3 separate regions of the Mus musculus genome follow, and regions 2 and 3 are each linked to region 1. Evidence: chromatin contacts called from public HiChIP or PLAC-seq data. All regions are on one chromosome and are shown on one strand. The core of a region is the stretch at or near the end of the contact, and the rest is flanking DNA. Distances in the headings are between cores, read along the strand shown.

The links. HiChIP or PLAC-seq counts read pairs in DNA pulled down with a chosen protein or histone mark.
Region 2: a FOXA1 HiChIP or PLAC-seq map of pancreatic cancer cells shows a contact between it and region 1. The contact joins two enhancer-like sites. A contact is called at or near these places in 1 of 115 datasets of contacts at active chromatin or transcription factors (pancreatic cancer cells) and 1 of 9 other capture datasets (embryonic stem cells).
Region 3: an HNF4G HiChIP or PLAC-seq map of pancreatic cancer cells shows a contact between it and region 1. The contact joins two enhancer-like sites. A contact is called at or near these places in 1 of 39 promoter capture datasets (stem cell-derived epiblast-like cells) and 1 of 115 datasets of contacts at active chromatin or transcription factors (pancreatic cancer cells).

The regions. Positions count from the first base shown.
Region 1 is chr1:90,833,311-90,836,501 of GRCm38.p6, reverse strand. The region is part of intron 1 of Col6a3 (collagen, type VI, alpha 3); the gene reads left to right. Among named protein-coding and RNA genes, the nearest start is that of Col6a3, 9.1 kb to the left of the region's middle. Within about 2 kb of position 1,566, at least 58 of the 459 cell types and tissues checked have an H3K27ac peak or open chromatin away from gene starts, as enhancers often do. A contact at or near this core is called in pancreatic cancer cells, where this site is marked.
Region 2 is chr1:90,287,328-90,290,741 of GRCm38.p6, reverse strand. 2700003A03Rik (a long non-coding RNA gene) reads right to left here. Exons shown (of 4, transcript XR_003947931.1): 4 at 1-118. Among named protein-coding and RNA genes, the nearest start is that of 2700003A03Rik, 16 kb to the right of the region's middle. Within about 2 kb of position 1,736, at least 105 of the 459 cell types and tissues checked have an H3K27ac peak or open chromatin away from gene starts, as enhancers often do. A contact at or near this core is called in pancreatic cancer cells, where this site is marked.
Region 3 is chr1:90,233,034-90,236,059 of GRCm38.p6, reverse strand. No RefSeq gene overlaps it. Among named protein-coding and RNA genes, the nearest start is that of Gm34930, 13 kb to the left of the region's middle. Within about 2 kb of position 1,374, at least 70 of the 459 cell types and tissues checked have an H3K27ac peak or open chromatin away from gene starts, as enhancers often do. A contact at or near this core is called in pancreatic cancer cells, where this site is marked.

The DNA.
Region 1 (3,191 bases), core at 317-2,816:
TATTTCCTCATGTGTGTGTGTGTGTGTGTCTTAGAAAAAAAGATTTCCTAACATGGAAAATGGAAATGCTTTTGAGGAGGCTTAATGAAAACTAATTTCACAGAATTGCAAAATGGCCTGGGAAAGTCTGTGCGATACACTTATGATTGCAAGCTGAAGACTGTGTAGGGCAACCTTGATGAGAAGGAGTCTCTTGGGACCTCAAGTGGGTAGCAACCACATGGGAAAAGACACTTCAACTTTGTGAAAAAGAGACAGAGAAGTGGCGCACTTAGACATGCTAACCAGAAAGGGGAGGATACAGTTAATATTGTACTTGGGTTTTTTGAGTCTGTCGCCTTGAGGGCACAGAGTCTCTGACAAAGGACAGCCCACCCCACCCAGCACAAGGGTCCCAGGCAGCCAAGTCTGACTTTTATGTTTTCATATGGGGAAGAAAAGAACCAGACATTCACCAACACCAAGGACATTTGTTCTTCCTTGCACCATGACTCTGGGAGTGTCCTGCCTAGCTTGTACTGTTTCCTGGGCTTCATTCCTTCCTTGGAGCTGTGGACTTGAGTTTGGATGCTGACCCTATCTTGTTTTATCTATGTGGCTTCTGCAAACCACCTTCCCTCATCCTGTTTTAGTTTTCCTGCTTTAAAGTGGTGGGAGCGGTGCACAGCCACTGGATGCAGGGAAGGAGGTGGGAAATCCTGCCTCTAAGATAGAAACCCAGTGGCTGATTTCTTCTGCCTGGTGGTTACTTCTCTCTCTTCCCTGAGAGTAATGAGACTGGCAGTGGGAGAAGAGAGGGTGTGGCTACCTTTGTCCCCCCTCATTAAAAAGAGCTATCCAGGGCACTGTCTGGGAGCTGATGCTTGACACCTTTAGATTAGTGCAATCTCGATAAAAGCTCCCCTTCCTGCAAGTGCTTCTTGCGCTCATCACCGAGAGGATGCAGTCCAATGATGTAAGGGGCTCCTACTCCTTGGGTGAATATGTATTAATGACTCCATTTACCCTTAACTCTACTGTGTGGCTCATTACATCCTAGAGCTTAGATTTCCTGACAGCAAACCGTGGAGACAATTTCTTTTCAGTTTCACACCTGGGGATCCAGCAGCTTTGTTGGATCTCAAGGACACCTCAACCCAGGGCATCAGCTCCTGCCCTGCTTCTCAGAGGTGAAGGGGCTTCTCCCATCCTCCCCTCTCCCTCAACATCTGGATGGAGTCTGGGGAAAAAAAAGCTTCTATTTGGGCTGTGTCTCTTTTGTCTCTTGGAGCCATCAGGTACCTAGGGAGCTGCTCTTCCGAGATGAATGCTCAGGCCACTCATATAACACGAGTGCCATTTCCTTAGAGAAACTCAATTAGCTGGTGGCTTCAAACATCTTCACAGAGCCATGGCATCACCGCTTAGGGACCATGGAAGGCTAGGAAGGAGCTTTAGGGGTTGCTCCAGCGTGACTCACTATGTGACTAACACATGGTAGGATTAGTGTATTCAAAGGAGTCCCCTGTGTGAGGGGCAGGGATCGTTAGCAAAACGACTCCATATGACTCACCCACAGTGAGCTTTCTGTCCATGTGGCTTGCAGAGTATTTCCTGTCCTTAATGTAGACTCAACAGTGGTCAGACAGCCCTTACCTCAGGCCCCACCTATCCCCTTTCATAGATCCCACGACTATTGCCTCATAGCGAGGTGCTAGAATATTCTTGTATCCTAATTCTCCCACAAGATGCTCCTCGAAAGATGAGACAGTGGCTCAGCTAGTGAAGTCCTTGCCTTGCAAGCTTGGGGACAGAGTTGTATCCAAGACCCACATAAAAAGCCAGGTGTGGCCGTGCACACCTGTTGTCCTGTCTCTGGGAGGCAGAGGCAGGATTCCTGGAGGCTTGTAGGTCAGCCTAGTCCAACCGGTGAATGCTGGGTTCACTGGAAGAGATTTTGTCTCTAATCATGAGGTGGAAACCAGTTGAGGAAAACACATAACACTGACCTCTGTCCTCTCCACACATGCACACATATTCACACATATGCACATGCACACACATGCACACATACGCACCCACTCACACATACATACACAATGTTACTTAAAGCCTCACATTTCCTGAATGAATTAAATATTTGAAATCATTGAACTAGAATGCTAGAAGACCTGCATGCACATCTTTTGATTGAAGTTGTGATACATAAGACTAATGGAATATTGTGGCAGGCTGTGGCATAGCTGGGTTTAGAGTCACAAAAGAATGCACTCTGTCCCTGGGGCATAGCTCTTTCAGAGATGTAGTTTGGTGCACAATGGTGGTAAACATTCAGAGTTTTCACATATGTTGACCTGTCATTAAAATACAGCTCTAGACTAATTACAAAGCCATTAGGGACTCTGGAGGAACAGACTGTGTGTCTGGAGAGGACCCAGAAAGATGCAGGTTCTCCATCAAATATCTGAAAACCCAACCAAAGTAGAATGTCCTGAGTTCACATCATCAGTTAATTTAACACACACAAACACCCCCTCCCCCACAGAGAGAGAGAGGGGAGGGGAGAGAGGGGGAGAGGGGGAGAGGGAGAGAGGAAGAGGCAGACATCTTTTTTTTTTTTTTTTTTTTTTTTTTTTTTTTTTTTTTTTTTTTTGGTTTTTCAAGACAGAGTTTCTCTGTATAGCCCTGGCTGTCTTGGAACTCACCCTGTAGACCAGGCTGGCCTCGAACTCAGAAATCCGCCTGCCTCTGCCTCCCAAGTGCTGGTATTAAAGGCGTGCGCCACCTTAGAAAGGTGTCTAGGGTGGAACATGGGGTGGGCAGTGTTCTATAGAGTGAATGGGGTGGAGCTGGGGTAGTGACAGGGTGAGAGGGTGACCAGCCCATCAGCAGTGGCTTGCATACTGGCTGTGGGCAGAGTCCTAGCACCACCACTTAGGTTACATCAAGACATGGGCACACTGTGGAGTCAGAGCGCTGAACACCACAGACTGCTTTTCAGAGCTGTGCGTTTCTGAGTCTAAGAGGCAATGAACATGCCAAGCCAGGAAAATGGGACCGGGTGTTTGTACTGTTGCCACAATCTGACTACACTGAGGAAACAAATGTGCTGAGAGCTTGCCTGATGTTCTGGGGCCGTGCCTCCTTTCCGCTGCCGACACGTTGGCCGGGGTAGTTGTATTGACAGGTGGTTCAGTCCCCGAAGGCTTGGA
Region 2 (3,414 bases), core at 487-2,986, 550 kb after region 1:
AGGGAGAGCCCTGTTCTTCCTTGAAATAGCCGCAGTCAGTTCACATAAGTAGGCTCCCAGGATCAGCATAGGAGTAGTCATCTTGTGTCCTGTTAACAAAGGTCCTCACAGTGACTTCCTGTTTGGGAAAAACACAGATGTGTGTAAGTGTGTGTGTGTGTGTGTGTGTGTGAAATAACCCCTAATTCCCTGCTGGACAGTGGAGTGGGTTGTCTGTTGGTGCTCGTTTCTCCAGCCCCTCTCCAGTCTGCCTCTGTGTATCGCTACAAGAATGACTGCCTATCATATTTTGGGGTATGCATTCCTTTGATTCCAACCAGTGTAAAATGTTCCATCCCATATTCTCACACCAAGACCCGTCTCCTTGAGAACAGAAGAGCCTTTTACCCCAAACTCACGGCCACTGTCTCCCTCAATGAGGGTGTGCTCAGCACCATGTGTGAGCAGGGGCAGAGCCCCCTTTCCAGACACAGCCTTTGCCCCAGAAGCCATGCCTTCTGGCTCAGTAGCAGGAACACAGGCTCTAACCTGCTTGCCACCGGCACAGTCTAAAGAGAGTCATGCTGAGTTTCTACATGGAAGTGTCTGCCTACAAAAGCAACAAGCTTCTCCATCCACTTGAGGCTTACCACCTCCGAGGGCCAGCCAGAGAGAAGTACAGCCCATGAGAGAGAGACACCTCCAAGTCCTTCCCACCCCACCCCCACCACAGCCACTCAGCCCCATCCTTCCAGCCATGTAGCCTTGGAAACCAGAACAATTCCCCAAACATCCCAAGATTCCCACGCACTCAGGAACTCTCCTGGAGATGGGTGGGGGACAACAGCAATTGTTTTTACAGATGAAGGGACCAGGAGAGAGCAGGTTGGAGCCCGTGGGTTACTTATAGCTGGCCCTCCAGCTACTCTACACAAACCCAGGGAGCGGAAACCTGAGTGTGAGCTCAAAACAGGTCAGCAGGGCCTTCCTGGCCACTTCCCCCAAAGATCTATAGAGGCAGCCATGGCCGTGGAAGCCCTCCCCCATGGGCAGAAAGGCAAAACTTATCCTCCAGGGACCTAGGGACGCAGCACAGCCTCTGACCTCAGGGAGCAGGCTCAGGGTGTGGGCCGGCCAGATAAGAAAGGGGAGGAGGGGCCTGGGGAGGAGAAACCAAGGGGAGTAGATAGAAGCCCAAGACTTTGAGACACTTGTTTTCAATGCATAGATTCTCAGCATAACGAGCAGACTGTGTACTCTGCCCACAACATGCCCTGAGAATGGCCAAGTGCTGCGATTTTCTCTCCCATAAGCCCTAGGTGTGCTGGCTGAGGATTCAGCAGGAGTACACTCTAGTCAAGAGGGTGTAGACGCCCTTCTGAGTGCAGATCATCACAGGGCTCAACTGCCTTCAGTGGTGCCTGCAAGTACCTGCTGCTCTTAATGAGATACCAGATGCTTGACTCGGTGACTCTTTTCCAGAATTTTCTATCTGTACCTCTGTGCTTTCTGCCTGACACCCACTTCTTCCACAGACTCCTGGCCAGCTAACCCTGACTTGACCCTGGCCTGACTCCGTCCTGCACTCTGCTCTGACTCTCAGCTCCAGCCACCACCCCTGTGACTCACTTTGTGGTGAGGACATCTCCATGCCAGGGCCTCTGCCCAAGCAGACAAGCCCCACACACCCACTGGAACCCAGCATGATGCTAGGATCCCCCTTTCCTCTTGTGTGCATGTGGCACTGTGCCTGTGTCTCTGGGGACAAAGAAGCTTCCGAGCAGAGCATTGCATGGCAGTTCCAGGAAGACACTGCTATGTGGCTGGGCATGGGCCCACATTTCAACATTCCCATCCCATTCTGTATACAAGTTCCACCTTCTCAGGCTGCCTGGCATTTGTCTTGCACTGAGAGCAAAACGCAAAACAGTCTAGTTTTCCAGACACTATTTTAGAGTGGATGTTACAGTTTGAGCTAAGAGAGCTGACCATTATGCATACACACACACACAGGCACACACAGGCATGCACGCGCATGTGCACCCACATGCTCACACAAACATGAAGGAGCTTGACAGTCTGGCACAAACAGAACATGTCAGGGAAGCCACAGCCTATGTCCTGGTGCCCTGAGACTTGCCCAAAGCAGGAGGAAGAGGAAGGCTGGGTACCATTTGCATGTGTGGAATCCCAGAGCCTGAAGTGGGTACTGAGATGACTCTAGCAGACAAATGAGGCAAGGCACCCTTCCATGAAGGGGGTATGACCGCCTACATCCCTGAGGATCTGATGGAGTCCTGGATGGAAGCCAAATTGACAGATCCTCCTGTGAAGAGGGCAAATGATGGCGGCTGGGTGAGCTAGCGGCTTTGTCCTAGGTTGACCTGATCCAGGGGACTTAGGTCCGGATGGATTTTCTCCTAGGGTCTTGAGAATTCAAGGTTGGGATTGTCACTGGCGTATTTTCGAGGAAGGGAGTTAGCATTGGCATGTTCTTAACTTCAATGAAAAGGGGGCAACTTGTCTCCAGGGAAACTGTTACCAGGAGCAAAAAGTTTACGGGGGCGGGGCATGGGGGCAGAAGGTGTAACTTCAGAATGCTGGAGAAGTGACCTTGCCCTAGAGAATGTCACTAGCTACTAAAGGACACATGAAATGTGAAGCCTGCATTTAGTGTCTAATTTCAGACTTAAAAGGGGCTCATTCAAGGAGGAGGAGAAGACTTAAGTGAATTAAGAGTGAGCTTTATGATTGTGAAACAACCTCTGACTAGTGTGAACTTCTAGAACTAGTTTTTCAACAGCCAAAGCCGACAGGATTCAGATACCTCCATCTTACACGAAGTACTCAGAGAGGTGGCTGAGTGAGGGGGACACTTCATGATGTTCTCCATGAGGTCTTACAGAGTGAGCCCAGGCTTTTTAATCCAGCTAGAATATTCTGGAACAGTATGACAGCCAGGATCTGGCAACAGGGACACACAGAGAGAGTGGCCAGGCCAGGCATGAGCACAGAGTGGTGCTGAGGTCCCCAAGTAGCACCTGATTGCCAATGCATGAAAGTCACGCAGAAAGACCTTTGGGGTCCTTGTGACGAGTTGTACAGGGATACAGAATCAGACTCTGGGGGCTACAGTGCAGAAGTCTCACTTCTGTGGCACATCTCTTCGAAGTTTGGAAAACAGCTGTCCCCATAGCAAAATCTCAGTCCCCTTGTTACCAGGAAGCAGGACCTGAGCAGGTGTTTCTCCTCTGTGCCTGAGTTTCTCACCTGTTCACCCCTCCCCTGAGCGCTGATGCAAGCTTAAGCCAAAGTACCTTTAGTGGTTTAAACAGAGCCCCGCCCATCCTGTGAGAGGCACCCATCCTAAACTGCAGGATTTATGAGTTGCCCTTTTTTCTTTCTTTTTCTCCCTCTCCCTCTCCCTCTCCCTCT
Region 3 (3,026 bases), core at 125-2,624, 600 kb after region 1:
ACATTATTTCTCTAAACAGTTGTAATGGTTTGAGTGAGAAACGTCCCCTATAGGCGCATGTACTTGAACATTATTTGGTCCCTAGTTGGTGGTGATGTTGGTGGGGAGTTGTGGAAAGATACAGCCTTGCTAAAGGAAGTATGTTACTGGGGGGCGGGCTTTGATAGTTCATAACCTCTCCCCACTTCCTGTTTGATCTTCTGTGATCTGCCAGTGGATGGAAACATGAAATCTCTGATCTTCCTGTTCTGACCAGGTGCTGCCAAGCTTTCCATGGTGGACTCTCTGCCTGGAACTATCAATCAATCAATCAATCAATCAACCAATCAATCAATAAAATAAACCCCCTTCCTTTGAATGCCAGTTGCGTGTGTTTGTGCTGTTTTGTCACAGCAACAGAAATATAACACACACAGCACTGCACCCCCACCCCCACCCCACCCCTGTTAAGCTACTACCATCTACCTTTTTTACAGAGGAGGGTCTCCTCAGGGGACCGTCCTAAAGCGCTGACCCTGACCTGGAGCCTATGCCTTTGCTTGGGATCCCCATCAATCATCATGCTGACACTGTAGATTTCTGCTCTATGCACAGCCTCTGCCATATTTCCAGGAGGCTAGATGCTCTTATTATGCACAACTCATAAAAGTATATCATAACATGATGGAATTACGCATTCCAGTCATGGAGCTTTCCTCACAGGAAGGAGTAAGGAATGGGAACATTACATCCTTAGGTATCTCTAGAAAGCGGGGTATAAAGCAAGTAAGGAAAGAGATATAGCACAGCCCCAGAGGTACTGGTTTCTCAGAGGCCTATCAATCATTTCTGCTAGATTTGCCCATGGCATCAAAACCAGAGCATGTCAGTGGCATCTCCCAGCAGCCACGAGGGCTTCAGGAGAGGATGGTCAAACCCCAGGTTTCTCTCTCCTGTTCAGTTGCAGGATTGTCTGCCCAGGCACTGTATCACTGAAGCAAGCTAAGGGGCATCCAGGACAGGCTTATGGGCCAGGCAGTCCAGATCTACCATCTGGGGTTCATTAGCGAGTGATGTTTTAAGCTTCTAGTCACGCAGGGAAAAAGAACGCCGTGCATTGGAAATGTGGAGGTATTCAAATGTCAGCAAGGAGGCCCACCTCTAGGGACCAGGTTCTCTTGAAAGAAATGTTATTGCAGCAACAAATCTGTTTTTCTGCTGATTTCACCCCATTTCCACATTGCCGTCATCTAAGTTCACATTCAAAAGTGACGCAAGGCATGTGGCAATGTTTTTCCATGGGCGGGGCACCTGACTAATCACAAAACTATGTCTCCCTTCTCCTTACTCGGCCTGTGAGGTCAATGGAAGGACCTTTCAGCAAACCAGACTGGCCCAAGAACGTGGTCAAAGTCACACCGCTGAGACGTGACAGAGTGCCCTGTCCTGACTTCCTCCTTCCACAGTCCCTGAGTGTCCAAATGCTTCCAGGACAGACTGAATAATGTTCTCCCCAAATCCACACGCTGTGGGCCTAACCTTCAATTTGCTTGTGGCTCTGCACCTCCCATTTCCCCTGAAAGTTCCTGTAACCCAAATAAGCCCTGTGCCCAGAGTGAGTGAGCATCATAAAGAGATCAGACGTTACACTTCAGGGCATGCATAGAATAGATTGTTAGAGGGGAATTCATGGCGTGTCTTGCGTCTCTTCCCCACAAAAACAATACATTAAGCTCTCCATCCCTGGTCCCTAATGCCTCAGACTATGACCTCATTTAAGAAAATAAATCTTACCAATGTGATTAAAATCACTGAAGTAAGGTGGCCACTAATCCAGTATGATTGGCACTTTTGCAAGACAAGGGCTTTGTGAAAATAGAAACTGATTTCTATAGTCAATTTTCATTTCAATTGCCGCAGGCACCTTCTGCTGCCGGCTTGGACATGATGCACATTGTGACTGGAGGGAAATCCAGGCCAGTTTGAAGCTCTGTGCTTTGGGGGAAGAGATAGTGCCTGAAGCTTAACTTGGCCAAGGATGGATCCAAAATCATCATAGTCTCTTCACTGCACATAGAGACTCAAAAGAGAAGGCTCCCGGTTTCGTAAAAGTTGGGAGCCACGCTGGGGCACAAGCTCAGCCCTTCAGGCTTTGGCTGTTTTCAGCGGGCTATTCCATGGCTCAGTTAGTAGAGGTCACTGTGCCCTTCAACGGCTCCATGTTCCTATTAAGAGTTCATGCATTTCTGGGTGTTTTAAAAGCTTCCCAGATGAGCCACAGAGATGCGTCCTGGAGATGTTGCAGGCACAGCATTTTCATGGGGTTTTATATCATCAGATCCTTCTTCCAACATTTTAAATAAAGCCCTTGGGGAGGATAGGATGCCTGTTGGCTAATTAAACTCAGTAACAAGCCATTTGCCCTCTCTTGGGGCTTAGGAAGCCCCGGCTTTCCTGTGGAGGTCCTCCTTGATGTGCCACATGTCGGAAAAGAAAATTTAAGCACGTCTAATATCATTCTTTATCAGTTCTTAGGCCCCTTGGTGAAGGGAAGCTAAGTTCCCACACATGTTCAAAAAAAAACAAATCGGAATTAGGTCACATACCTGGACCCAAGTGACAGTGCCTAACTCGGGGCCTCAAGTCTCCTTCAGGTCTCTCTCCACTGTCTGACATCGTCTTCAGACACCTTTGATCTAGAGCAGTGCTTCTCTGCCTTCCTAGTGCTGCGACCCTATAATACAATTCCTCACATTGTGCTGACCCCCAATCATAAAATCACTTTGTCGCTGCTTCATAACTGTAATTTTGCTACTGTTAAGAATAGTAATGCAAATCTCTGTGCTTTCCAAAGGTCTCAGGGACCCTTGCGAAAGGGTCATTCAACCCCGAAAAGGGGCCGAGACCTATAGGTGGAGAGCTGCTGCTCTAAAACTTCCTGTCCAAATTTTTGTGAAATTCCTACCAGAGGTATACAGTTAGGGGCCCATGGGTGGGTGGTATTGTCTTGCGAAGCACTACACAAGGTGGGGGGGTTCTAACACTAA